Linked DNA regions of Mus musculus: all the other regions are linked to region 1. The links are chromatin contacts, called in public promoter capture Hi-C maps. All regions are on one chromosome and are shown on one strand. Each heading gives the region's core, a stretch centred on a gene start, on an enhancer-like site or on the middle of the called end of the contact. The rest is flanking DNA. Distances are from core to core; before and after follow the strand shown.

Evidence for each region. Promoter capture Hi-C pulls out the DNA fragments that hold promoters and counts their contacts. Capture Hi-C pulls out chosen DNA fragments and counts their contacts.
Region 2: a promoter capture Hi-C map of adipose tissue shows a contact between it and region 1, with 3 times the contacts expected there. The contact joins the promoter of Trim37 here to the promoter of Ggnbp2os in region 1. A contact is called at or near these places in 4 of 39 promoter capture datasets (the 3T3-L1 cell line, cranial neural crest, hippocampal neurons and 1 more), 1 of 115 datasets of contacts at active chromatin or transcription factors (large pre-B cells) and 2 of 9 other capture datasets (adipose tissue and liver).
Region 3: a promoter capture Hi-C map of pre-B cells shows a contact between it and region 1, with 3 times the contacts expected there. The contact joins the promoter of Ypel2 here to the promoter of Ggnbp2os in region 1. A contact is called at or near these places in 2 of 39 promoter capture datasets (hippocampal neurons and pre-B cells).
Region 4: a contact with region 1 is called in a promoter capture Hi-C map of embryonic stem cells, with 4 times the contacts expected there. The contact joins the promoter of Prr11 here to the promoter of Ggnbp2os in region 1. A contact is called at or near these places in 7 of 39 promoter capture datasets (the C10 cell line, the HPC-7 cell line, cranial neural crest and 4 more) and 2 of 115 datasets of contacts at active chromatin or transcription factors (astrocytes and large pre-B cells).

The regions. Positions count from the first base shown.
Region 1 is chr11:84,864,761-84,871,439 of GRCm38.p6, forward strand. It overlaps Ggnbp2os (gametogenetin binding protein 2, opposite strand), which reads left to right and starts at 5,245. Exons shown (of 2, transcript NR_131201.1): 1 at 5,245-5,336; 2 at 6,444-6,679. Ggnbp2 (gametogenetin binding protein 2) reads right to left here and starts at 6,030. Exons shown (of 14, transcript NM_001364114.1): 1 at 5,845-6,030; 2 at 5,117-5,312. The coding sequence starts at 5,209.
Region 2 is chr11:87,122,158-87,128,769 of GRCm38.p6, forward strand. It overlaps Trim37 (tripartite motif-containing 37), which reads left to right and starts at 4,918. Exons shown (of 24, transcript NM_197987.2): 1 at 4,918-5,337. The coding sequence starts at 5,317. It overlaps Ska2 (spindle and kinetochore associated complex subunit 2), which reads left to right. Exons shown (of 4, transcript NM_025377.3): 4 at 1-817.
Region 3 is chr11:86,990,948-86,997,627 of GRCm38.p6, forward strand. Ypel2 (yippee like 2) reads right to left here and starts at 2,815. Exons shown (of 5, transcript NM_001005341.3): 1 at 2,645-2,815. It overlaps Gm51915 (a long non-coding RNA gene), which reads left to right. Exons shown (of 3, transcript XR_003949754.1): 2 at 1,087-1,226; 3 at 1,396-3,390. It also overlaps Gm22387.
Region 4 is chr11:87,103,868-87,110,867 of GRCm38.p6, forward strand. Prr11 (proline rich 11) reads right to left here and starts at 4,847. Exons shown (of 10, transcript NM_175563.5): 1 at 4,774-4,847; 2 at 2,142-2,274. The coding sequence starts at 2,269. It overlaps Ska2 (spindle and kinetochore associated complex subunit 2), which reads left to right and starts at 5,394. Exons shown (of 4, transcript NM_025377.3): 1 at 5,394-5,437. The coding sequence starts at 5,405.

The DNA.
Region 1 (6,679 bases), core at 3,995-6,494:
TCAATACTAAGTATGCTCTAAGCACTCTAATATCATCTTTACTAACACTACTAAGTAAAACTGAAGTCATTCATATAATGCTATAGTTATAAATAATTTGAGAATCACTTTAATGTACAGGCAAAATATCTAATAATACATATTGTCAATTATATTTATTATAGTCAAACTTATGCAAATTTGAAAGTAATAATCCTGATATTAGAAGCGTTGGTCCAAGCTAGACATGATAGTACATGTTTATAATCCCAGCACACAGGAGGTTGAGGCAGGAAAATCATGGGTTTGAGGCTAGCCTGGACTTCATATAAAAAACTACCTATGTGTCTACCTCATAAACATCCTCATTCCAAATTTTGGTCCTGAAATCTAAAACTAAGAATAGTTAATTTTTAATCCCACAGGCTAGAGATGTGGCTCTTGTCTACTACAAACAAAGCATTAGGGTTGACCTTCCAGTTTTCTGGGGGGAACAAAACAAAACAACAACAACAACAACAAATGTTCCATTAATTCACATGTTTTTCAGTATCACCTCACAGGATTTAAGAGACTAAGGAATTTAGCTGTCAAGCTGGGCTTATAGTGGGGAGTACAGCACTTGTCTAATATGAGTGATCTTGTGTTCAGGCTCCAAAGCACAACGAAGGAAAATAATTTTAGATAGCAATCAGTGACCTGAGAGGCTGAAGAAAGGGGATCAAAAGTTCAGGCCAGGGCCAGCAAGGTCAGCAGGTTAAAGTGCTTGCTGCCAAACCTGATGACCAAAGTTCAATCCCGGGGACCCACATGTTAAAGAAAATGAACAACTCCCTCAAGTTGTCCTCTGACCTCTACACATATGTGAATAGGGGTGGGGTATACATGTTCATACACATAAACATGCATACAAATAAATAAATAAATGTACTTTTTAAAAGGTTTGGGATCAGCCTAACCACCTTATTGAAACCACATCTGAAAATGTAAAGGGGAGGGAGGCACACAGGAAAGATGGCTCAGCAGTTAAGAGCTGCTCTTTCCAGAGGACCCAGGTTTCATTCCCAGCATCCACATGGTGGCTCACAAACATCTGTAACTCCAGTTCTAGGGGCTCAGTCTCCCTTTACTGGACCAAGAGCACCAGACACACACATGGTGCACAGATACACATCATGCAGGGAAAACAACCACACATATAAAAATAAAAACTTTTTTTTTTTAAGGTATGAGGACGTTCACTCAGAAGTAGATAATTTGCATAGCGTGTGGGAGAGACAGGGTTCAAACACTAATAAAACATAGACACATATGATATGCATACAAATGAAAGAAAAAAGAAATACACAGGTGTCAATCCTCTTAGCAACTAGCATAACTATCAAAATCAAATCCTTCCTGAATTGGCCTCTTATATTTTCTCTTGAACCACATACTCTGCCTTAAATATTACTTCATCCTTGCCTTTCAAACATTTAGGGTAACAGCTTTTTATTTTATTGTTTTCTAGTCAACTAGTGTATGTCATTTAATGTATTAAGAGAACGGTAAGAAAAGGGACCACTAGCACCATCTCCTCCATCTTTTCAGAGCACTTCCCTGAGTTAACCTTAGAGTCCAAGTTACCTAGAGGAAGGCCGCCCTGTAAAGCACATGAGGTGTGGTTTCACAGAGCAGTCATTAGCCTTCAGCTGCAGGATGGGGATGCCTGTCCAGAGCCATCCAAAAATACAAGTCATTGCGCAGCAATTACTGCTTTGTAAAGTTTATTGCATCCGTTACTGACTTTCACTCTTAAGCATCTGCCCCAGTTTTACCAGACCACAAAAAAAGAAAAAAAGTTTCAGAACATTTCCATGAGCTCTAATCAATAAGATTAAGTTTGTATTTATCAAAATGTCACTTTAGTATTACTCTTTTATATCACTATTCACAAAACTACTTCTAACATGCATCAGGAAAAGTTAACATGCATCAGGAAAGTTTAACATACATTAGGAAAGTTAAATATTAAAGAGCTTAAAGGAAACACTAAATACTAAACTTGTAGCAAATGCTAAACTCCTAATCCCCTAGGATTACCATTTCCTGCTTCTTAGGCTTCAACACTTCAGAACTCCTATCAATTTCTAATCTACTCATTATTCTTATTGGAGCGGAGCACATCCATGCCAGATGTTCTTGTGTAGAAGTCAGAGGGCAACTTGCAGGAACCATTTCTTCCTTTCTACCATTTATATTCCAAGAAATGAATGATATCATCACACTTGGCAACAACCGCCTTTACCCACTAAGCCATTTTGTCACCCCAGTTTACAGATCATTTGGATAGATTTGAATTAAAAGGGTTATCTTCTAGAAATGTAATAATTCAACAACATGAACCAAGAAACTTGTAAAATGTTATCCTTCAGTAATTCTACTTCCAAAAGCCCAAGGGGAAAAGTAATAACTCAGTGCATTATCCATATTCTTATGGTGTTATTCAAAAATGAGAAGTCAGAATCTCATGGAAGGGTGATACTATGGAATATCATACAACTTGTACAACCATTAAAAACATTAAAAGATGACAAAAAGTTGTGGTATACCTCTTTAATCCTAACATTTTAGAGGCTAAAATAGGAAGATATTTTAGCCCAGGAATTTGAGACCCCAAAGAGAGGGTCAGAGAGATGGCTTAGTGGGTAAAAGTGCTTGTTGTAAAGCCTGACAACCTGTCTTCCATCCCAAAACTTACAGTGGAAAGAACCAACTCCCTATCAACAGTCCTCAATCTTCCACACATATACTATGGCATATACACCTACATGTACACACACACATACATGCACACATACACACATGTATATATCTATATAGATGTACAAACGTACACATACACACTAGTATAAAATATTCCAGTATATCCCAGCCCAGCCTATGTGCAGTGATAACTAGAATGAACTAGACTAACATTTTTCTGCAAACAAGATTGCTAAAACCATTTACTCAAAGATCACAAGGTTCCCCTTTGGGTTGCTAGGAACAAAGATCAAACCAAGTTAACTTCAGGCAAACACTGCCATCAAATAGCAATGGACCACTACACACACACACACCTCTGCTTCCTCTTCCCGCTTCCCTCCCAACAGGTGCTTTGTTCTATATCCTCCCTTTAACTGGGATTGAGAAATCTTGAAAGAAGCTTGTGTCCCTACATACAGCATAGCTGTAGGTGAATTTTTGATAATACTCATTAACAGCATTCAATGACAGTTCACAAGTTTTCAAGACAAACTAACAAAATTAATTCCTTAGTGGCCAAAAGTCATTCCTAAGCAAGGAAAAATTATACCTATTATTTGAAGTTATTTAAATAAGCTTAAATTGTCTTTGTAATGAGTCTGTAATAAAAGCAAAATTCAGACACCCAGTACAAGGCAAAAGCAGGTGACACTAAACCATAATGTAAGTTTATCTATGAAAAAAACTGGAAACTCACATCATCAAGAATGTAACATACTGTTCACTTAAAAGTGCTTTATGAAGTATTGACTAATGTGCTACATTCACATTAAAGGTGGTTATGTGAAAGGAGAGTATAAGTTATCTTAAAATTTGTAAATAGACAAAATTTAAAATGGTTTTCTGTTTTCATATTATATACTAATAAAAAAATTAACCCAAACCTCAGGATTAAGGGGGAAAAATGCACTACAAAAAAGGTTGTTATCAAACTGTGTTTTTTTAAGGTTTTATGGTGAAGGGGACAGAAGGTAATAACAAATGAACTATGACCAAGCACTATCATACTGAGAAAAAAATCATTTAACTGGTTTCTAGCTTGTTTTTTTAAAACTATTTTTAATATAAGCCCATTAAAATTAAAATTCAAGAAAATAAGAAACCATAACCAATACATACAAGTAATTTCTAATATAAATTCTACTTTATGTCAAATCATTAGACTATTTTTTTAAAGCATGCTTTCCATTGCAAAGTTCCATCGAAGTGAACCAGTCAATAGCTTCCCTAATTTTTTAAAAGTACTGAAGCTCTTGAGACTGGCAAAAAGGCTCAGACTGGCATCTCCACAATGACTTGCATTTTACATAAAATGCTAAAACCTTCAGTACATAACTACACTTTTTTTTTTTTCAGGAAGATAACCGATCTGCCTTTGAGTGGAAAAAAAGTCAAAGGCTGGAAGACTTATCTACATCAGATCACAATGGGCGAGTGCAAAATCCAGGAGCGTCAGCATCAAAATGAAGATTTCAAAACTTGTTCGGAGAAGGTTCATTTAACTGTGGTAAGCAACTGCATTTACTTCCTGCTCAGAATCAACTCAAATTTCTGCCATTTCCTTTTAAAGGAAACAGTACTACAACACCGGGTAGAGGGGTCGGCAAAGGTATACCAACACCAAGTCTTAAAACAACCATCTTCCCACGTTTGTGTTTTTCTATCCACAATGAGCAGTCAGTTCTTCATACTACTTTACAGTCAATAACTTGGTCTTGGGCTACTTGTAAACCAAAAAAATGCCACGAAGGCCCATTTTGAAGAGTCATGGCTTAACCCAACCATTTCAAGAATTATAATGTACTAGGCAATGTGAGACGTATTAGGAAATCAAATCATTTAGGTGGAATCTTCGCTGTGCAAGAGAATGTCACTCTGCCCTCAGTAATTACACTTATGTAGAGATAGCTACAGTGTTCAAACGGGAAACACACAGGTAACAATGCAGCTGCGACATTTTCAACTAATTGAGCCTCCCGGAGGGTAAGTGCTTTCTGGAGAGGACAGGCCCTAAACGCCCCAGCTCCTTCAACCCTTCTCCCCGGCGCGTGCTTAGGCAAACAGCGTCTCAAAGGCAGGCCTAAAGGCCAAAGGTTCGGAGAGGGAGGAAGACCCGAGCAGGGGACCTCCAAGTGCCTTCGGGGCGCTGGATCTGGGGCCTGCCAAGGGTACCGAGAGGCCCCGCTGCAATGGCGAGTTCGTGGGGCCCATCGGAGAGGCGGCCTCGCCTAGGAGTTGCAACACACTCTTTCTCCAGTGCGCAGCGCTCGGCCTGGGGGAGGGGAAACAGCTGCCAGGCCGGGGAGCAGCGGGCCCATCCCGGCCCGGCCCGCTCAGCCCGCTCGCTCACCGTCAGGGTGTCGTCTATGTAGAGGGGGATCTGCCTCCTCTCGAAGGGGAACTCCTCCTCCCCGTCCCTGCACACTGCCACCAGTCGCGCCATCGTCCCCGACGCTGCCGTTGCCACCGTCACCACCTCCTCCCAGCTGCTGCCGCCGCCGCTGCTCCTGCCGCCGCCGCTGCTGCTGCCTCCTCCCAGCTCCTGCCTGCAACAGCCAAACCCCGCGAGCGTAAGCACCCGCCACCTCGCAGCACATTCGCCACGGGTGAAAGGGGTGGGGGGGCGCGGAGCGAGAGAGGACAGGAGAGCCGCGCTGCGTTTCCCATCACCCGATTCCACACGCGCTCAGCCAATCAGCGCCCCGCAGCGCCGGGACCCGCCCCCTCGCGCCGCCTGCCCTCCCCCACCCAGACCCCCCCTCCCCACCCACCCACCCCCCCCCCCCCCGCCCGCCGGCCTCCAGTCAGGGTCCAAAGGAGAGGCGGAAAAGGACCTGCTGGCCCCGGGACATCCCCGCCCAGCTCGGGAGTCCGGGCTCCAGAAGCCCATCCCCGCCTCGGCTACACAGCCCAAGCCCGCACCCCCTGCCGCTGACCCCTTCTCTCCTGGCTGAGCGCCCCGCCCAGGGTGGCCCCCTAGGCTGCAGTTGCCCGGCGCCACCCCGCCCCTGGGAGGGGTCGACCCTGCCTCGGCTCTGCAGAGTTGGGGTGGGGGCGAGCTCAGACCCCAGTCCTCACCCGGGTCGGAGAGAGAGAGCTCTCGGTTCTGACCTTCACTGACTTCGAGGACGCCTCCCTGACCCCCACCTCTGCTCCCCGTTACCGGCTGACGAGGCCCGCGTCAGGGCCGGCCTGGGCGGGAGCGCGGCTGCGATTGCCGTTTCCTCTCCAGGCTCAGTCAGCCGCTCGCGCCACGGGGAGTGTGGGAGGGAGGGCGGGGGACGTGGGGAGGGTGGGGCCGGGGAGGGGGGGCCGCGAACTCCAGGCGGGGCCTGCCTCTTCTCGCGAGACCGCGGCCGCCTCGCTCGTGTCCCGACTTTCGAAATCGGCTTGTACGGGTGGGGGGAACCCCCTGTGCTGTCGCGCTCGGCTGACCTGCGTGGTGCCCCGGATTTACCAAAACGAGCGTGAAAATAGGGCCAGTGGGGAGGCCCAGCAGGAGCAGCCGGGGTCCCTGCCAGTGACGACCCGGGATCTGCTCTCTGGAGACCGGTGGGGTGGAAAGCCCACTGGGGGGGGGGGGGAACCCAGATAAGACTTGGGTGAGCGATGAAGAGCTGGCGCTGTCGAGGTCTAGGAGAATGGACACTGCAGAGACCTTTGACCTTGTTTTCCAGGTTGCACACATGCGGACTTCCACCCCTGTAAGACTGGAGGAAAGGGCTCTGCTACCCTGACTCACCCAGAGCCGGCCGCCTTATGGGGACTGCAGCAAGATGGATGGAAAATATGTGCAGGATCTGTTGTTACAATAGACAGAAAACTGAACTGTAGTCTATGTGTAGCTTCCGACCAAAGGAACTTCTTGAGTTAATATTAACTTAAGGGACTCCCTTGGGCAAAGTTACTGATA
Region 2 (6,612 bases), core at 3,668-6,167, 2.3 Mb after region 1:
CTGTGACTGAAAACCAAAAGGATGGGATGGAAATAAAGCAATGTAAATACTGATACCCAGCATTCATTTTAGGCAATGAAATCCCTTAGTACTACTTTTTTTTTTATTTTCTGTTTTCTTTTTGTATAGTGTTGGCATAATTTTAGATGTTTTGGGATTTTGTAAAATAATATTTATGTACATTTTGTTCAGTATGTAAATGGGCAAAATACTTGTATAAAAATTCAGGTGTTGTTTGCTCTTTTGAGACAAGGTTTCACTATGTAGCTCTGGCTGGCCCTGGAGCTCACTATGTAGACCAGACCAGCTCTGAATCCTAAAGATGCCTGCCTTTGCTATCACGCTGGGCATTGTCTGTCTGTCTGTCTGTGACAAGGTCTTCCATATCCCAGGCTGGCCTCAGATTTGGTGTCAATAGGGATAATATTTGACATTGGTACTTCCTGAGTGCTGGGATACCCAGTGTGCAGAAGCACGTCTGGTTTGTGTAGTACCAGCTAGCACGGCTCAGCTGAGCCACATCCCAACCCTGTATTTTTTTTTCTTTAATGTACATTACAGTTAATAACACACTTACTTGTATGTATATACTGTCCAGTTTTCCCAAAATCTAACAAATTAATAGGATGTTTTGTGAGAACTTTTATTTTTTTTTTCCTTTTTCCCATTGCTTGCTAGTAATAAAACATCATTAGTTTGTTTTCAAATGCTGTTTTAGACTTTCTATTGGTGTTACAATAATATGTTATCTTTCAGTGTAGTTTTGTATTTGTTTATTCTATATGAATGACAGACTAAAATCACTGACACATCTGCTATTATCCAGTGTGTGTGTGTGTGTGTAAATCAGTTTCACTATTTTTTTATGGTTCTGGGCTTGAATCTAGGGTGACACATGCATGCTTATGATATAATCTACCACTGAGTTATGTCCCTACAATTTTCTTATTTATTTATTTATCTATCTATTGACCTATCTGTTTATTTATTTATTGAAACAGAGTCCTTCTATGGTCCATGTTTGTCTAGGTACCTTGGTGACCTGCCTGCTTCAGCCCTTTAGTGTTGTGATTACAGGGAGGAGAAACTGTGTCCATCTGTTTGTTTTTGTTTTGAGACAGGACTTTACTATGAACCCCAGGCTGGTCTGGACCGATATAGATCAGGCTGGCCTAGAATTCAGAGATCACTTGCTTCTGCTCTGGGTGCTAGAAACAAAGCTGGTCCTGTTTTCTCTTTAAAGATTTATTTTAACCAGGTATTGGTGGCGCATGCCTTTAATCCCAGCACTTGGGAGGCAGAGGCAGTCGAATTTCTGACTTTGAGGCCAGCCTGGTCTACAGAGTGAGTTCCAGGACAGCCAGGGCTACACAGAGAAACCCTGTCTGGAAAAACAAAACAAAACAAACAAAAACATTTTATTTTTATTTTAAGTACATGAGTATTTTGCCTGCATATCTGTCTGTGCCTGATGTTCATGCCTGGTGCCCAGGGAGGCCAGAAATGGGTGTTAGATCCCCTGGAAATGGAGCTAAAGACAGTTGTGAGCTGCTATCTTGGTGCTGTGAATTGTACCTGGGTCTTCTGGAAGAGCAGCAGGTGCTGAGCCATTTTTTCAGCCTTCTCTTGTTTTTTAAGACAGGATCTCACTCTGTAGGCCATGTTGGGCTGGAACTAGAGATAATCTCACTTCAGTGCTGGGATTACAGACATAAATTTTCATACCTTCTTTTAAAATTTGTTATAAGCACAGAACTCTGTCTGCCTCTCCCTCCTGAGTTCTGGGATTGCATGCTGTGCAACCAGGCTGAGCCTGATAGATTACTGTTCTGAGAGCAGGTCCCAGTATATGGTTCATGATGGCCTGGAATTCAACTTGCCTTACGTACCTGTGTGTGAGGTTACAATCACCTCCAAACCCAGCTTAAGGTATATACTGAGAGGTGCACAGAAAACCAGTTTAGTAGGCTGAGAGGAGTCAAGAAGGTACTATACTCAAACCGGCCATGGAGTTCCAGGTGAGTCGGGCCACACAGCAAGACTTGCTTTCAAACAAAATCCACACGTGTGAATGTTTTCCCCTTCCATTTGTTTTCCAGGACTTGAGACTCTGTGACCCTCCCGGCCTGGAGATGGCTCAGAGTTTAAGAGCACTCACTGTTTTTTCAGAGGTCCTGAGTTCAATTCCCAGCAACCACATGGCTGCTCACAGCCATCTGTAATGGGATCTTGTGCCTTCTTGTTGGCGTGTCTGGAGACAGCTACAGTGTACTCATAAATAAAAATTAATTAAAATAGACTCTGTGATCCTCAAATATTGCCAGTAAAATTCTCTACCTCAACATTTAAATTGAACATATTCGGATTACTTGTTCATTTTGTAGTTTTGGCAGTGGCTTTTGTTAGCTGGAATGGTTACCTTTTTAATGTATTTGCATCCACTTACCTATAAAATAAAACCTAAAATTGGTCATAGTATCTAGCCTCCATGTTATATTATCTTCATTCTTATTACTTTTATTTAGGATTATTTCTCATCTAGATACTATTTTCTGTTACTATAGTGTTTCTATATAATACTATTTAAGATATTTAAAAACAAGCATAATGCATATTATTTAGAAGTAGTCAGCCTTCAGTTTCTTTATTCATTTCTATACATATTCACATAGAATTTTTCTTTAGAAAAAAACAAAACAGGTAAGCATACATTATACTGTAGCATTTAAAATTTTCATTTTATATGATTTCATGACATACATTATACATTTAACATCCTTTTTAACACTTGTAACTACTGTATGGCTATATCATGATTTTGTTTAGTTTCTTATTGATAATCTGAGTCATTATAAAAGTAATAGCATTTTGGGGGATGTGTCTTGTGGCAAAGGGCAGAGCAAAGTCAGCCCCTAAGTGCTGTTTTTGTGAGACATGGTCTTGGGCTAGGGCTCTGGTTGGCTTTCTTCAAGTTCTCAATCTTCTGTTTCAAGCTCTCCAGTGCTAGCAGACTCCCTCACCCACGAGCTGACAAAGGACCTTTAACCCTTACTTAGCCAACTACCAATTTAAGCACTGTATGCCTATTTTTTAACAAAGACCTCTAACTAATTACAGATTTCTTTTATTTTCTACTATTATGAACTAGCCTGATAACTAGTTCCTTAAACATTTTGGGTATATATGGCAAATATACCATAATCTATAGGCTACTGTTATCATCTGTTATACTACAGGGCAAAGGTTTCTCCATATTGTTGAGAATTCCAAATGCCATAATATTTCCCACAAACTTTTGATTGTTTTTTTAGTCTGGCGACTTAGCCCAGGCTGGCTTTGAACTCACTAAGTAGACCAGGCTATTCTGGAGATGGTTTCTGCCTGGTCATGAAAGGCTATGATTAAAAGCTAAAGACATGTACCACCACACCCGGCCTCCACAAATTTTTAGGTATAGATTAAATTTTAAAGTGTAAATAGAATGTGGTGGCATACCTATGTATATCCTAGCACTGAAGAGGCTAAGGAGGGAGTTGAAGGCTGGCATATGCTTTATAGCAAGTTCTAGGTCAGTGCAGGTGACATGGGAACATCAGCAAAAAGGTACAATTCAGGACACGTTAGTAAAATTATTCTGCAACTATCAGCCTGCATCTAGTTCAAAGACCATAAGTGGTTTGAAATGAAAGCCTTTTTTGCTTTTGGTTTTTCAATACACGGTGTCATTGTGTATCCCTGATTGTCCTGGAACTCCACCTGCCTCTGTCCCCCAAATGCTGGGACTAAACGAGTGCTCCACCATGCCCAGCTTGTGAAAGCATATTCTATCTCTACTTAATTAAATTATGTGTGTGTAGATTATTTTGGGTTATATTAATATATGTGCATGTGAGTGTGGGTGTTTTAGGTGGGCAGAATGGAGTTGGAGTATAGGCTGGAGACCAAAGGCAGGGTTAGAGAGTGGTCCTCCCCCGGAGTAGCAAGTATTCTTAACCTCTGGGCCATCCGTCCTACCTCCATAAATCTTGTTTATAGTTCATATAATTTTTAAAAAATGTTGCTAGTAACGAAAAGATTCTTTCTAGATTATCAATTCTCTGGATTGGGTTCATAAATAACTTTGTAATAAGCTTAAGAGAAGAATTAAGATTTAAGTATTTGACCAACGCCTTTTGTCTCACATACCCTCAATTTCTGCACCCTAACTGGTCTCTTCTGGAAGGAATTTAGAAGCGATTCCCTAGACTCTTTGTTAGTCCCCATAGCAAAAACAACTCAAGCTGCAAGAAAGCCTTAGTCGGTGGGATGTGGATCCAATTGTCTCACCAAAATGAGAAGACGTGGTACCTCTCCCCTGCAATCCTTACTTCCAGGAAGCTTGGAGACTTCACTATACGTCCAGTCTATCATGAACTAAAGAAACCTTGTCTCAAAATAACAGGTCAAGAGAAATCGCCGGTCCATTACAATTGGAGCTTTCAAATGCATTTACTATGGAGGGGGACTAAGTTTTTTTTTTTTTTTTTTTTTTTTTAAAGCTTAAAGTCTGCGTTTCCTCCCAGAGGCGGAAAGCAAACACTAACCAAGCAAGAGTTCCCGGCTCCAGGGTCTCCTTAGGTGACCCACAAACAATGGGAACGCAAATAAGACTCTCCGTCCCTTCCTAATACTCGGGAGCGTGGCTTCTTCCAATTAGGACGCACCAAGGAGCCTACATCACTGGCGGTAAAATCTGCGAGGCGAAGGGCACCGCGCCGACGCCCGACACGCCTCCCCGCGGCACCGCCTCTCCAAGTCTCGTGTGCTGCGCGCACCGCGGGAACCGGGCGCCCGCCTCTCCTCCCGCCCCGCTCCGCCCCGCCCCTCCCCTCCCCTCCCGCAACGCCGAGTGCGCGTGCGCATCGCGTCCGCCCCGTTGCCGCGCCTCTAGCTGCCCTGGTTACCGTTGGTGTTTGCGAATTCTCTGTGGCGCCTGTTCCGCCCCGGACGGGCCCCGCGGCGGTTTTCACACGCGCGCGCCGGCGTCACGTGGGCCAGGGCTCCCACGCGGACGCAGGCCAGCTGCTGAGGCGGGAGGAAGGCGTTGCGGCTACCGCTAGCCCTTCCCTCTCCGCCCCAGGGCTGGCGCGCGGATAAAAAAAAATGGCGAAATGCGGGGTAGCCGGTGGGGAACCCGACGGGATGGGGCGCGGAGGTGGCACTGTTGTGGGAGCCTGCTGAGGTGAGCGCAGCTGACCTGGCGACCTCGGGCCGGCGCCTGACAGCGCAGACACGGACTCCGAGGGTCGCCGAGGGCCCCGCCGAGAGCCGGAGGCAATGGATGAGCAGAGTGTGGAGGTGAGGGGCATCACGGAGGGTGGCGGCTGGGCTCCTTTTCTATCCGGGGCCCCATGCGCTCGCCCTCCCTGTGGGAGGCAGCCTCTGCGAGTCGCGGAGAGGGAGGCTGGCCCGGCGGTAGTGCTTCCAGCCCTCAGCATGCCCGGTGCTGAATCTGTTCCGCAGTCAGGTGCTGCGGAGCTCCAGCGATGCCTTGGCACCTGCTCTCGTCGCTGTTTGCAGGCTGAGCCTTTCTAGAGCAAAATTGCAAATTCATCGGAAGGACTTGCCCTGCTTTCTCGCCACGACTTGCTCTGCATGATTAAACATTTTTTTCACCCTCAGCGGTTCATTTTGTAGGACACACACACCTCTCTCACACTCGACTGACTTAAAGACTAGTAGTTTCCAGCATTGATTCTTGTAAGATGATTTCATGATTGGGGTATTTCCATAAAGGCTAGAATCATCAAAACGATTGCTTGGGGGCTGGGGGGCGTGAACCGTTCAGAGACTAAAGTACTACATGATTTTTGCTTTTTAAAAATAAGGGATAACTTACTGAGCATTGCTCTTGAGATTAACCCAGTTCACCCCCATGGTTTTATTGTCTTCCCAAAGCCAGTTAAGAGTCCGCATCTCTCAGGACCTGGTCTTGCAGTTATGACCATCAGTAATTTTCTACTTAATTGCTCTTGTGAAAGTTGTGTGAAGGTTTTGTAAACTTTTCTTGGTTTTAGGAGGGTTTAATTTTTCTGGAATGGAGTAAAAATAGACGTGGGTAAACTTCCCTGTTTTCAATTTTTTTTTAGTTATTAACTTAATGTCAATAGGGACACTCGCATTTATAGTGGCTGCAGATTTTCAGGCTCACATAATTAGTTGATTACATCAGGACAGAAATTCAGATTCTGAATTAGTTTGCCTCTAATCACGATATCTTTACAAATGTTTGTTTATTTAGTGTGTGCATGGGTGTGCATTGATGTGCCGGCGTGGAGGTCAGGACAACTTGGAGTTGCTTCTCCTTTTACCATGTGGGATTCCTGGGATAGAAGTCAGGTCTTCAGGTTTGGTGGTAGGAGCCTTTGGCAATGCTGAGCCACCTTGCCCGTTCCAGTATATCTTCTTAAAAATTTGCTCATGTCTGGACTCAGTGATGCATACTTTAATCCCAGCCCTTGGGAAGCAGAAGCAGGCAGATCTCTGATTTCTAGGCCAAGATAGTGAGCACAAGGTGTTTCAGGCTGGCCTGAGCTACATAGTGAAACTGTCTCTTAAAAACAAATTCCATCC
Region 3 (6,680 bases), core at 1,565-4,064, 2.1 Mb after region 1:
CCTGGAATCTCTATCCTGTGGAGGGTGAGGCAGGAGGATTGTAGTAAAGTTCAAAAGCAGCCTGGAGCTATGTAATGTGTTCCAGGTCAGACTAGACTGTATAATATGAAATCCTTTCTCAAAATAAGACAGAGAGCCGGGCGTGGTGGTGCACGCCTTTAATCCCAGCACTCGGGAGGCAGAGGCAGGTGGATTTCTGAGTTCGAGGCCAGCCTGGTCTACAAAGTGAGTTCCAGGACAGCCAGAGCTATACAGAGAAACCCTGTCTAAAAAAAAAAAAAGAAAAAAAAAAAAGACAGAGAGAATAAGCATCTATACACACTATACGTATACATGTATAATGTATCTTTGTATATATAAAATACAAACTTTTTAACCCTGCTGTCTTTCTAAATATTACTCTGGACATATTCATGCACAGCCAGGCTAGAGGACCTCCGCCCTGAACCAATGTTTCTCAAACTGAAGGTCGTGACCCATTTGGTTAGGAAATCAAATTAATGAGTCATGACCACCAGCTGATTGTTGTTTTTCTAATGAAGCAGGAAAAAGAACAGCACATACATACTGCAGGTAGTATGGCAACAGTCACTGCCTCCTAGAATGTCTAGTCCAGGCTAGCATGCATTGCTATAATGTATCCCTTACTGCGGATCCCTAGCCAAGTTTGAAAATCATGGTTCTAAAGAATTGAAGGGGTTTTGTTTGGTTTTGTTTTTTTTTGTTTGTTTGTTTGTTTTCTGAGACAAAGGGTCTCCCTACATAGCCCTGCCTAACCTGGAATCCCTTTATACAGCCCAGGCTGACCTCAAACTTGCAGTGATCAGAACTTACCTCACGGGGTACTGGGGTTAGATATTTACCACCACTCCCGGCTGGGAAAACTAGTCACTGTTTTTCTGAGACAGGATTTCTGTGTAGCTTTAGCTGTCCTGGAACCTGCTTTGTAGACTAGGCTGGTCTCAGAGATCCCACCTGTCTCTGTCTCCCAGATGCTGGGATTAAAGGCGTGTACTGCCACTGCCTGGCAAAGGCACATATTCTTATCTGTGTTCTTTATTTTCCATTTCCCACCCTTATCTCAAGGCAAGCAGAGAGATCTAAGAAGTGATGTTACTGAACCCTAAACTAGGCAGAGCCCAACTGAGGCAGTGCACGAGCCCAGGTACCCCGCTCTATCGCATCCGACCCTGTCGTGGAATCCGGGACAAATCACAGTGCCTAAGGTAAGATTCCCCAGCTCTTCTCAGGCCGGGCTTGTAAAGAACCCAGTCACTCATCACAGCTCAGTACAAAACCGGGGGTGGGAGCAGTCATAGTTAAGTATGAACCAGTCACAATGAGATATGTGTATGAAAATGTTCTAATAAAGCCATTATTTTTGACAAATTACAGAATTTACAAAATGATGTAAAGAGAGTGAAACTTCCTCAAAGATAAGAATATCAAATGCTAAGAAAGCTGATGGACTGAACTCAGGTAAAACCTACAGCAGTGTGTGCCAAAAGGAAAAGCAACCCAATCTTACTGACCAGATCCTGTAAACCCCCAAACCAGGCAGACTACTGCAGAGCCTCAAGCATGAGGTTTACTGTAATTCCTTTGTGCCTCTAATGTTCTGTAAATGGGGTTCAGAAAAGTAATCCCTAGGCTTGTTGTTCAGTGCTCTGGACAGGGAGCCCATCTTGCGAGAACGAAGACAAGCATGAGGAACAAAAGACTAATAGGACTCCAACTCAGTGGCTCAAAGACCCTCCAACGTGGCAACAACAAATCAACAAGGAAGCCAAAAAGCAGGGCTCCGGCGCATTTGCCATTTCCAGCAGCCGGGCCGTGGAAGGCTAGGCAAACCGGAGGATGCTCGCTCAGCTTTTTAAAAACTGTGGGTAAAAGTGAAGTCAGAGGTGGCAGGCAGTTCTTTGCACGAGGGGTCCAAAGCAACAGTGCTTCCCCCTAAGTGCCAGCCAGGAGACGGGTGTAAGGTTCCACTGTTTCGGAAAAAAAAAAAAATCACCCGAAGGGAGTCAGCAACCAGGCAGGTAAACTTGAAGCAGGAAGAGAGGCAGGAGCCAGCTGCGGGAGGGACTCTCCGCAGAGGCCCCCGCAGCGAGTCTGGCAACAGAGTTCGTGCCCACCCCTTGGCAAGGCCGCAGGGGAGGCGCCGGGAAGCGTCCAGGCAGGAACTCGCTGTGGTTCCCTTGGCTTGGGGCTGCCGAAGCGCTCCGGGGACTTTAGAGGGCGACGTGCCCCAGACCCAACTATCTCAATGGAGACATCGACCATACAGCCGGGTGCCGCCGGGTGCCATCCGTGGGGGGTGGGTCACGCCGAACAAGGGAGGCGTTGGCGCTCAGGTCTCTGGGTCCCCATATTTGCCAGGCGGCTCGTCGCCACCCGCCGAGTCCCGAACCCGGAGCGCGCGCCAGTGTTTGTAAACAAACCGGTCACGTGGCTGCAGCAACCCGTTCCCCGCCCCTAGCACCCCGGGAACCTTCGGGGAGCCCCCTCGGGACCGCGACAGCACCGCCCCAGCCGAGCCCGGCTGCACGCAGCCCAGGAGCCCGACCGTCCCCAGGGCGCACAGCCCGAACTGGAGCGGAATGCGCCCCACGCCCACGCGAGCCCAGCTCGAGATCCCTCATACCTGGCGGTAGGCTGCCCGGTCCGGCCAGCGCCGGGCTCTCCGGAGTGCTTGGCGATGAAGGACTGCACGGCTGACTCTAGCGCTCCCTGCGCGCTCTTAAAGCCACAGTCTCCGCCACCGCCGCCGCCACTGCCGCTCCGCATCCCTCCGAATCCGGGCTGGGGGCTTGCCGGGTGACAGACGCGCCCCCGCGCCTATCCCATCGGCTCAGCACATAGCAACACGCCACTGGTTGGCCCTGCACGGCCGCAGCCCATCCGCCAGGAGCCAATCACTGGAGGACGGAACTCCGCCCCTGCTTTCCCTGCCTCCCGCCCCCAACCCCCACCCGCCCCTCGGCCCTGGCGGGGCGCGCGTGCGAGGAGTGTGGCAAGGTCTGGGTCCCGCCAGTCCTGGCAGCTGGCGGGCAGGGCTGGGAGAAGAGGTGATTAGAGTGGGGGAGCTCTCTGAGATAGGAGCCTGTTTGTCTGGCTTTACTGGGATTCCCAGGACCCGGGGTTATGTTGGGAAGTGGGATTTACAGTGCTTTTGTTTTGAGAACCTAGATAGTAATTCCTCGCTCCACTTTTTAAGCCACTCCTGACCCAGAGCCTAAGTTACTAAAAGTGACCCGCAGAGTTCAAGGCAGGTGTATTTAGTAAGATAGTACCAGTCTCGTCATGCCCACCCATGCCCTGCTCAGAAGCGGAGATTCTCTATTTCCTCTGCCCTGCTCGAAATTTCCTAATTAAAACTAGGAAAGGGTTGTCTGGTGTGTTCGAGTCCCTGGGTTGGATCCCCAGTACTGAGAGTGGAAGAGCATAGAGAAAGACTATAGAGAAACTGGGATCCCTATTGCTAATGGTTAGTGAGGTCTATTAGCAACAGAAAATACAATAAGAGTAGTCAAGGTGACCAAAAGGGAGGAACTGGCATTCTGGGTCAGTGGGGTGGTGCTTTTCAAGGAAGAGAGGGTTAAAAAATAAACTCATGACAGTCGGGAAGTCCAGGGAGGCACCAGGTGGGTGGAGTGGGGCAGAGTCTTCCTACCGGAAAACAGGTCAATTTGATAAAAGAATTTCTGCGGGGGGGGGGGCGGGGGAGACACGGCAGACCCACCCTTTTTTCTAAGACACTGGGATTCTGAATGGTGTTGGGGCAAAATACATGTTTTCATTGCTATTTTAGAAGAGAAAAAAACACAAGGTAATTGGACAAGGTGGTTCTCTGCTTTATAGCCCAATTATAACCCAAGGCTTGGGAAGTGTTAGAAGTTTAAGGTCATTCTTGGTTAGATCGGTCCAAGCTAGCCAGGTTACTGAAAAAGAGAAAAAAAAAAAGTTCATGCGGGGTTGGGGTGCTGAAGGAGGCCCAGGAACCTTTGGTCTCCTATCTGGCAGCAGTTTACACACAAACCCAGGCTGGTATTTGGGTAGATCCCCGGGTGACTCAAAAACGTCACCTGTCACTCCACCCAGCTGTTTTTAATACATATGCAATCAACTAAATTGTCTTCAGTGAATGTACATCGCATGGTTAGGGATGAAAAAAAGTCCCAACGTTAGTAAGAACAAAACCACTCATTTTTGCCGGCAGATACCGGTTTCAGTGTAGGGGCACTGTCAATATTTACAATTGACTGCTTTGGGAATTATAAATCCTGGAGTCCAAAAGCCTTCAGCTAACTAACCACAACCTTGAAAAGACTTGAGATTGGATCTTTAAGAAGATATACTAAATTCTTTAGATTATCAAAAGCTTGATTACCAGCCCAAGGCTGCTTTCTGAGGTTAAATTCCTCTGTGCCCTTAGGCCTTAGTACCCATCGCCTAAAAGAAGGGAGGGCTGGGATCTGGTGGTGGAACTCACAGTAGAGACTTTGCCTAAGGTTCTTGAGGCTCTGGGTTCAATACCCATTACTGCAGAAATAAATAAGGACGGCTGAAATAAGATGGTTTCTGACATCCCTTCCAACTCTAACATTTCAAATCAGGAACCAGGAAATCAAATTGGTTACATTTCTGCAATAGTGTGTTACTAAATATGTTTATATCCACGGGTTCCCTAACGCCTAACAGTAGATTCTGTACTGGTTTTAACACCCTGAGATACTGGTATGTTATGTAACAAGATTGGAGGCTACTGTTCTGTGCTTAAATAAAAGATAACATTAGCTAAAGAAAGCCTGCCTTGTGTGGGGTGCTCTGAGGACCCCTGCAGGCCTGCTGTGTGATTGCAGGAGACTGGAAGAGGCCACAGAACCACAGGGCTGAAAAACAATAGAATCAGCCAGCCAGGAAAAAAAAAAAAAAAAAAAAGCCAGATCATGCCTTCTTCCAGCCAAAGGAGCCAAGCTGTGTGAGTTGACAGAAGGGAGAACCGAAACAAAGAAGTGTGTATGTGTGTGTTGGGGGGCAGGGAGTGAGTACTAGAAACTGCTTCTCTTTCTCTCTGCACCCAAACACCTTCATGGGCCCTCAGTACACATTTACTCAGTGCCCATCTTCAGCACCTTTCCCTGTTGCCTTGGACTTATTCCGAGAACCTATGGGAGAGGAAAGAAGCCCAGGCCAATGGACAGATTGAGAATAGACAGATAATTATTGAAGCCGAGGGCCGCAACAGAGAGGATATTATCCCAGAGAGCAACAGAAAGACAGCAACAAACTTATTCAGAGTCAGAAGGCTCCCTTACAAACAACAACAATGAGACCAAAAAGGAAAAAAAAAAAAAAAGAAAGAAAGAAAGAAAGAAAAATTGGTTGGCAATAAAGGTTTGAGAGGCTCCTGGGCTCACAGGTGGTTCCTCTGCCTGCTGCCTTGGGATTGACTCCTCTTTGTGATGCTAAGCCACATTTATACATCTACTCATCCTTTCACAGTCAGTGTTTGTCTTCGCTTACTAATCCTGTGTGTTCTCACTTCTGCCACCTAAGTGCGGCTCTGGCTGTGAGCAAATCACTTTCTGCTTTTTGTTTTCTTTCTTCCTTCTTTGTCCCCACCCTCCTCTGGAGTCAGAGTCTGTATTTTGTAGCCCTGGCTGACCTGGAACTCACCCTGTAGCACAGACTAGCCTTGAACTCACAGAGATCTGCCTGTCTCTGCCTCCCCGGAGCTGGGATTAACTGTGGGCCACCACTGCCTGATGCTCTTTTCACTTAAAAAAAAAAATTGCCGGGCAAGGTGGTGCATACCTTTAATCCCAGCACTAGGGAGGCAGAGGGAGGTGGATTTCTGAGTTCGAGGCCAGCCTGGTCTACAAAGTGAGTTCCAGGACAGCCAGGGCTATACGGAGAAACCCTGTCTTGAAAAAAACAAACAAACAAAAAATTATTTTGTTGCTGGTATGTGACTGTGTACACGGAGAAGTTGGGAAAGGACAACTTGTGAAAGTCAGCTCTCTGCTTCCATTTTAGTTTCTTGTTTTGCCAAAGCAGAAAAAATAACTTTGCCATTGTTGTTGGGAAGCTAGCTTTACCTATAATCCAGTGCAATTAATAGCAGAGATAGCAAGAAACATAATAGGGGGAACAATATAACATTTAGAGTAGAAGTTCTAAAAGTTGTGTGGAGGGAAATAATCAGACTTGCCAGCTATACTGTCAGAGACCTCTATTTTTCTGTAGGATTGTCACCTCCTACAGACAAAAGATACTTGCATTTGTATACATGGTTGACTCCATAGCTTCCGTTAACCTTTTTTTGTTTTGTTTTGTTTGTTTTTTTCCAGCACTTCGCTGTGTAGCCCTGGCTGTCCTGGAACTCACTCTGTAGACCAGGCTGGCCTCGAACTCAGAAATCTCCTGCCTCTGCCTCCCAAGTGCTGGGACTAAAGGTATGCGCCACCACTGCCTGGCTAGCCGTTTTGTTTTTTTTTTGTTTGTTTGTTTTTTGTTTTTTTGGTTTGTTTTTTTATAGATATATAATGGTTATATCTGTGTGTATGGATCAGCTGCATTCAATGCTTACTGAAGTCAAAAGAAGGTGCTTGATAACCTAGAGCTGGAGCTACAACTCCTGGCAGTTGTGAGCCACCTGGTGTGGGTGCAGGGAGCTG
Region 4 (7,000 bases), core at 3,597-6,096, 2.2 Mb after region 1:
ACCAAAAAAAAAAAAAAAAAAAAAAAAAAAAAAAATGTAGGTCTTGGCTGGGCATGGTAGTGTACACTCAGAAAGCAGAGGCAGGAGGATGGATATAAGTTCAAGGCAAGCTTGTTCTACATAGTGACTTCCAGGCCAGTCAGAACAATATAGTAAGACCCTGTCTCAAAAAAAAAAGGATATCCCTGCTTCCAAGTCACACTATAAAATCAGGTGGATCTCTGTGTGTTCTAGGCCGAAGAAGGCTACAGAGTGAAACTCTGTCTCCCCAAAAAGCCAAAATACACTATCCCCCAACCCCAGGTCAGAGTGACAGCTTCTAATTAAGTAATTAATAGGCTTTATTTATTTTAAATTAATTAGTTTTGGGTCTGGGGAGTGAGGCTAAGGGTGTGTGCTAAGCATATATTCTTGCAGTGAGCTGTATCTCTTATCACAAATAGCTTGTTTATAGTGTGACTCAGGACCACTCAGGCTCTGACTGGCTGATTGACTTCCTTGTTTTGCTTTTTTATTGAGATAGGGTCTCACTGTGTTGTTCTGACTGTCCTGGAACTGACTGTGTGGACCAGGGTTGCCTTGAACTTACAGCAGTCCTCTCCCCTGTGTTTCCTGAGTGCTGGGATCACATGTGTGTGCGAAACATAGCCTATTTATTTATTTACTATTTGGATTAAAAAAAAAATATGTGTCTGTGTGCTGCGTCTATGAGTGTGTGCTGTGTGTGAGTGCCTGCAGAGGCGAGGGAAGATCTTCTGCAGCCAGAGTTGTATGAGGTTGTGAGCTAGCTAACTTGAGCCCTGGCTATCCCAAATCTCACCTTGCAGACCAGGCTGGCCTTGAACTCACAGAGATCCACCTACTTCTGTTTCCGGAGTGCTGGGATTAAAGGCGGACGCCACCATAGCCCGGCTCTAGTTTTACTTTTTGAGACAGGGTCTCATGTATCCTATGATGATTTTGTTAAACATGATATAAGATCATAGATGTGGGCTACAAAGCCCGATTTTACTTTTAATTTCTTGTCCTTCATGTGTGATAACCCTGAGTTTAATCCCTGGCATACCAAAAATAAAGTAAGCTGAATAAGGTGGTACATACCAAACACCCAGAGGAGAAACAGGGGAGGGTTTAAAGCAGGATGATTTCTAAAAGCTCAAGGCCAGTTTGGGTTACAGACAGTTCCAGGGTGGCCAGGACTGGAGATAGAAGATAGAAAGAGTCAAAGGGAATCAACAAATAAGAAGCTATCCTCAAGAACTAAAGAGAGTGGAGAGGGAGGGACAACACTGGGTGCACAAAGCATGTTAGTAGGAACACCAGCACCCTACAATTTCTGGGGCTCAGCCTTCCTTCCTATGATACATTCAACTTCCGAGTTTCAGAATAGATGGTCAACCTGACCAGAACGAAGGCTTTATCAAGCTCTGTGCCCCTCTCTCATCAGATAGTTGCTATAATTAGTCAGCAAAATTCAACTCAAAAGGGGAAATAGGTACTTTGGGTTTGAATAGAACTCTTTCTGATTTTTACTTCATTGGAACGCATTTTTAAAGAAAAGTTTGTGTGTGTGTGTGTGTGTGTGTGTATGTCTGCAGACACTTGAGGAGCCCAGGAGAAGGTATCAGATCCTCTAGAGTGTTGTTATAGGCAATTATAAGCTGCCCCATATGGGTGCTGGGAATTCAAAGTATTTTAGGCAAGAGCAGTCTGTGAACCACTGAGCCATCTCTACAGTCCTCGTTTGAACTCTTGTGCTATGTGAAATTCAGGATGTCTGGTTAAAAATCTAACTTACTTATTTTTGATTCAGCTTCACATAGTTCATGTAGGCTTTGAATTAGCTGTCTAAATTGAGGATAACCTTGAATTCTTGATCATCCTGTTAACCTACAGAATGTCAACCTAGCCGGGCATGGTGGCACACGCCTTTAATCCCAGCACCCGGGAGGCAGAGGCAGGCGAATTTCTGAGTTCGAGGCCATCCTGGTCTACAGAGTGAGCCCCCCCCCCCCCCGCACCCCCAGCCAAAAAAAAGATTTATGTGGAGGACAAAATTCAAATTGGACTGCATGTTGTATATTATCCCTGGCTGACAGGGGTGAGATCGACTCATTCCTGTCTTCCCCATCACACTTTACCTTTCCGGTTCGGGGAGGGGAGGGGAAGGTGTCAATAACTTAGGAGAGACCACAGCGGCTTCTTTCTTCTTAGACATTCGTTTGGCTTTGGCTTTTAGCTTTCTTCTTCGCTGTTTGTACTTGGGCATGATTTCTGTAGAGAAAAATTTGAAGTTGAAAAAAACTGTATTTTATGTAGATGGGTGCCTTGCCTGCTTGTGTGTCTGTCTTCACACCATTTGCAGGCCTGAGCAGGCCAGAAGAGGGCTTCGTATCCACTGAAACTGGAGCTACAGATGATTGCGAGCTGCCATGTGGGTGCTGGGAATTGAACTCAAGTCCACTAGAAGCGCAGCCAGTGCTCCTAACTACAGAGCCATTTCCTTAGTTCCTGAAATGAATGTTCTCTTAGATAATAATGTATAATATAGAAAATGTTTAAAATTTCAGTATATAGTTCAATGATTTATGATATAGAAATTTTATACATCCCTGAATATGTTATATATCTTGGTTGTTTTATGCTTATTTCAAGGATTTTCCTTTTTCTCCAACCTTGATTAAGATTTAAATTGTAGTTCTGGGCATGGTAGTAGAGACCTGCAGTCCCAGCATTGGGGACTGGGATTTGAAGCAGAAGGACTGCTGTGGATTGAAGAACATCTTAAGATACATAAGTGATCCTGTATCTAAGACATCTAAAATCCGAGGTACACCCGTACTCACTACTCGGAAGGTGGAGACAGGTAGATCAAGACTTATGGATAGACTTATTCAAGCCCAGCCTAGGTACACGAGACCCTGTCTCATAAAACAAGATAAAACCAAAAGCCAGAGAGAAAGTAACCAGGATTCTAGAAACCACTTCAAATGGAAGAAGTTGTAAACTCAGATTACAATGTCTCTGCAGAATCTTTCCCTTTGGCTTTACATTAGCCCCTCACCTTGCTTTTGTGGTTTTATTCATGAAGTCAAATTAATTTCTCTTTATTCCCTGCAAGTCCCTCTTCCCGGCTGGAGACCAAACCCAGGCAAGTGGTCTATTACTGAGTGACTACAGTACTTAGCCCTTTGCTTTTCTTACAATAGAGAAAATGGCTGTAGTGGATTATATTATATTAAAAGATAGGTTTGTGATTCAGCAACATATAATGAGCACCTACTATGATAGGCAGATGTCATAGTGGGAGGGACCATTTGTTAAATGCCCCCTCAAGTGGGGTACAACCTACTTTTCCTCAGCTAATGTTCAATGTCCTCAAAGGTTTCAATCCCTGACAAGGAAGATTTTAGTCCTAGTGTTATACAAAATTAAGCTGAGGCTTAGACTAGCTATCTGCCTAATATAATACAATGAAGTATAATGAAGACCTATAAGTCTCCAGAGACCATGACTTTTTCTAATAGACTATGGGGCTATAGTAACTTTAACAGGCTTTATACAATTACCCAAAATGAAAGGTTTGTTTTAAGACAGGTACTTTGAAGCCAGGCAGTGATGGTACACGCCTTTAATCCCAGCACTTGGGAGGCAGAGGGAGGCGGATTTCTGAGTTCATGGGCAGCCTGGTCTACAGAGGGAGTTCCAGGACAATTGGGGCTATACAGAGAAACCCTGTCTCGAAAAACCAAAACCAACCAGCCAACCAACCAACCAAACAAACAAAAAAGACAGGTATTTTGAAACACTTAATAGTACTTAAAATATTTCTGTTTTATATTTAAATATACATCCTTATCTGAAAAAATAAAATTTAAAAAAGTCTGGGTTAGTTGTTGATACACAAGCTCCTGTCTCAGAACAATATAATTAGTCTTCTTCATGAGTTGACACTGCTGGTTCTTTAAGAACTCCATCAGTTATATGGAAAGGTCTTTGGCCAGGGGCACTTCTAAAACTGTAGCAGCAGCATAAGTGACAGATTTACTTCATCATCACTATTCTAAAACACATGTTTTACATCCCCCTCTAGTCAATTTAATTTCCATCATCAGTTTAGTTGGTTTGCCTTGAATGCTGAAGCATGATCTCTGCCATTGTCCTATAGTCAATTTTGTTTTAAGTCGTGAAGCATTGCTATCCCCAACCCCACCCGGTTCTTCCCTGTGTCTTTCTCAGAGTGACCACAGGTCCTTAGTCTTACCCAGCACACTACTAGACACACAGTAAAAGGGGTATACTTTTAAAGTAGATGTCAGAAGTCATTTTGCATCATGGAACACTGTAAAATTACCTGACATAAAATACTTCTCCATAAACGTAAATGCGCTGAAGAATGGCTGGGGAGAGCATCTGGTTAAATAAACATTGTGATAGGAAATTTGGGTAGATTCCTATAATTTGCATTTTTCGCTAGCGCCCAGAGAAGCCAATTACCGCCAGTCGGTGGGCCCCCTTTGAGAAGCAAAAAGTTACGACAAAGACTGAGCAAAAAGGCAATCACTTCAAACTATATATTGCAGTGTTAAATAAAAAATGTGTCTCAGATGTTGCCAGCGGAGCTCTTCTCCTGCCCGAAACCTTTCCTTTTCTGCTCCATCTCCCTTCCCTGTCCAGCTCAAGACCCCACCTCCATAAGAACCCAGTCATCAACAGTTCGAGTAACGGAAGACGGGACCAGGTAACAAAGAGAAAAAACGTCGTTGCACTTACTAGTCTAAGAGCCTGGGGATTAGACGAAGTTCGGGCCTAAGCCTCTTCCACACCATAAAGAAAATTTCAAAATTAAATCTTTGCCGACGAGCGACCAATCGTAGACGTGGTCTCTACAGGGTTCGTTGTCTTGAAAGGATCAAAGCACAGCTTGGACTACGATTGGCCAAAAGAGCATCACATCCTGGCCAATCGGAACTGAGGCGCTTCTTGTATGAATAAGGAAAGGCGGGCGAGAAGGGGCGGGGAAGCCGGAGAGAAAAGGAGGTGTGTCACGTCGCCTAGGCCCGCAGTGGAAGCTTTTATGTCATTGGCTGCTGCTGCTTCCGAGTACACCAATCGCAAACTCTTTTCCAAGTATGAACTTGAAAGTAGGGACCATAAGGCAGCCAATGGAAAAATTCATATATTCAGCAGCCAATCCCCCTGCGGCGTTTTGTGTCTTTGTCCAACAGGAAAGTGCGTTTTATAACGAGGGGCGTTACCCAGGCGCCAATGGGCGGGCGCCGATGGAACGTACTAGCCAATGAGCGCAAGACGTTGAGTGACAGCTGTCCAATGGAGGGCCTCAGTGCTAGCACGGCTTACAGCTTAAGCGCCTCAGCGGTCTGAGGAATGTCAACTATTCAATATGGAGGCGGAGGTCGATAAGCTGGAACTGATGGTGAGTGGAGAGTGAAGGAAACCTACTGGGTAATTAATGTGCTCCACCGATGGCCTAGAAGGTGAAGCGCATTTTAGAGTCTCCTGAAACTGGGTTGTGGAAGCTGGAACCTGAATTGAGTTCCTTCTTTCTGCACCTACGGGAGCTACCGCCGCCTTGGTCTCTTAACCGCCGCGGGGGAAGGGGTTACATCCGGGGAACTCGTGAGGGAAATGGCGGGAGATGTTGAGGGTGTGGGGCCTTTGTAATTCCCTGGTCCTGGTTTTCTCCTTCATCGGCTCCAGGAGCCGCGCCCGGCACAGATACCGCCTCACGAATTTCTACCTTCCTTGCCCAAGCGTGACTGGAACGGTCTTTAATAGCTCGGAGGAGGAGAGAGGTCGTTTACGTCTCCCGAAAAGGGGGATGGAGGATGAGGTGGGGCAGAAGTCTAGGGGCGCGGAGAAATTCAAGTCCACCATGCACCTACTCGCAGGCGAGCTGGGACAGTCTGAAAGAAGATGCTAGACTTGCACGAGAAACTTGCCCGCGGTTCCGCAGACTGGGCTCTTTGCGGCTTGGGAGAGGAGCCGCCGCGGGGACCGAGCCTGGAGCTCCTTCCCGGGGCGCGAGCGGCGTTGCCCCAGGCCCGGCTTTCTGCTTCCTAGATGCTCAATTCCTTTCCTCTGTGCAAGGAGAACCCTGGACGAAGGCCCTCAGCGGCTGCGGGCAAGGCTGGAGTGCACTGAGCGTCCAGCCGAGTGGCCTTGTCATTCTCCATCAGTGTTCTCTTTATTCCCGCCCTCCCATCCTTCCACTGCCCGCTAGATCGCCGCGCCTTTTTTCTTAGTTTTCTTGTTCTGTCTTCAGACTTCTTTTTGCATGATCACTTTTCTTCCAGATTGATCATCGGACCACCAGCCCCCTTTTAAAAAAATACCAAGATTAATATTAAAAAGTAAAACACTCCATCTGCAGTCTGCCCTTTTTCCCTCTGCGTAGGTATCCGTTGTGTCTGAGCCACTCTCTCCAAGGAAAATCTTGAGTTTGTAACTTCTGCTTTGGAATAGACTTTGGGGTGATCCTGGAAGATAGCGAGTACCACCCCGACTTCCCCATTCCCACACCAGAAGGTGTGAGGCCTCAGTTTCTTTTCTCTTGGGTTAATTAATTCAGGTGTTTCAAACACATTTTATTAGAAAGATTTCCAGTCTTGTTTAACATTGTATTTTAAAACTTTCTTTGTGGAGGGAGTGTGGGGATGGGGGCGGGGGTGGGGGGAGAGAAGAGGAGAAGAATTTTCTGCTGCTTTCCAAATCTTGAAAAAATGAATATTTGACTTAAGAATTTTTCGTGTGTGGGTGTGTGATTACCATCTTAAAATACGCACAAAATGTTAAATATTGTGGTTAGAGTCTATCAAACAACCTGCATGTAAATTCTCTTGTTCCTCTCCCATAGTATGAATTCCTTGCACTGGAATAGGTGGAGATATTTTTACTTGTTAGAGGCTAATTCTGTGTTTTTAACGGGTTGCTTTTTGTAATTGGTGGATCAAGTTCTGAGCTTTATCTAACCCTTCCA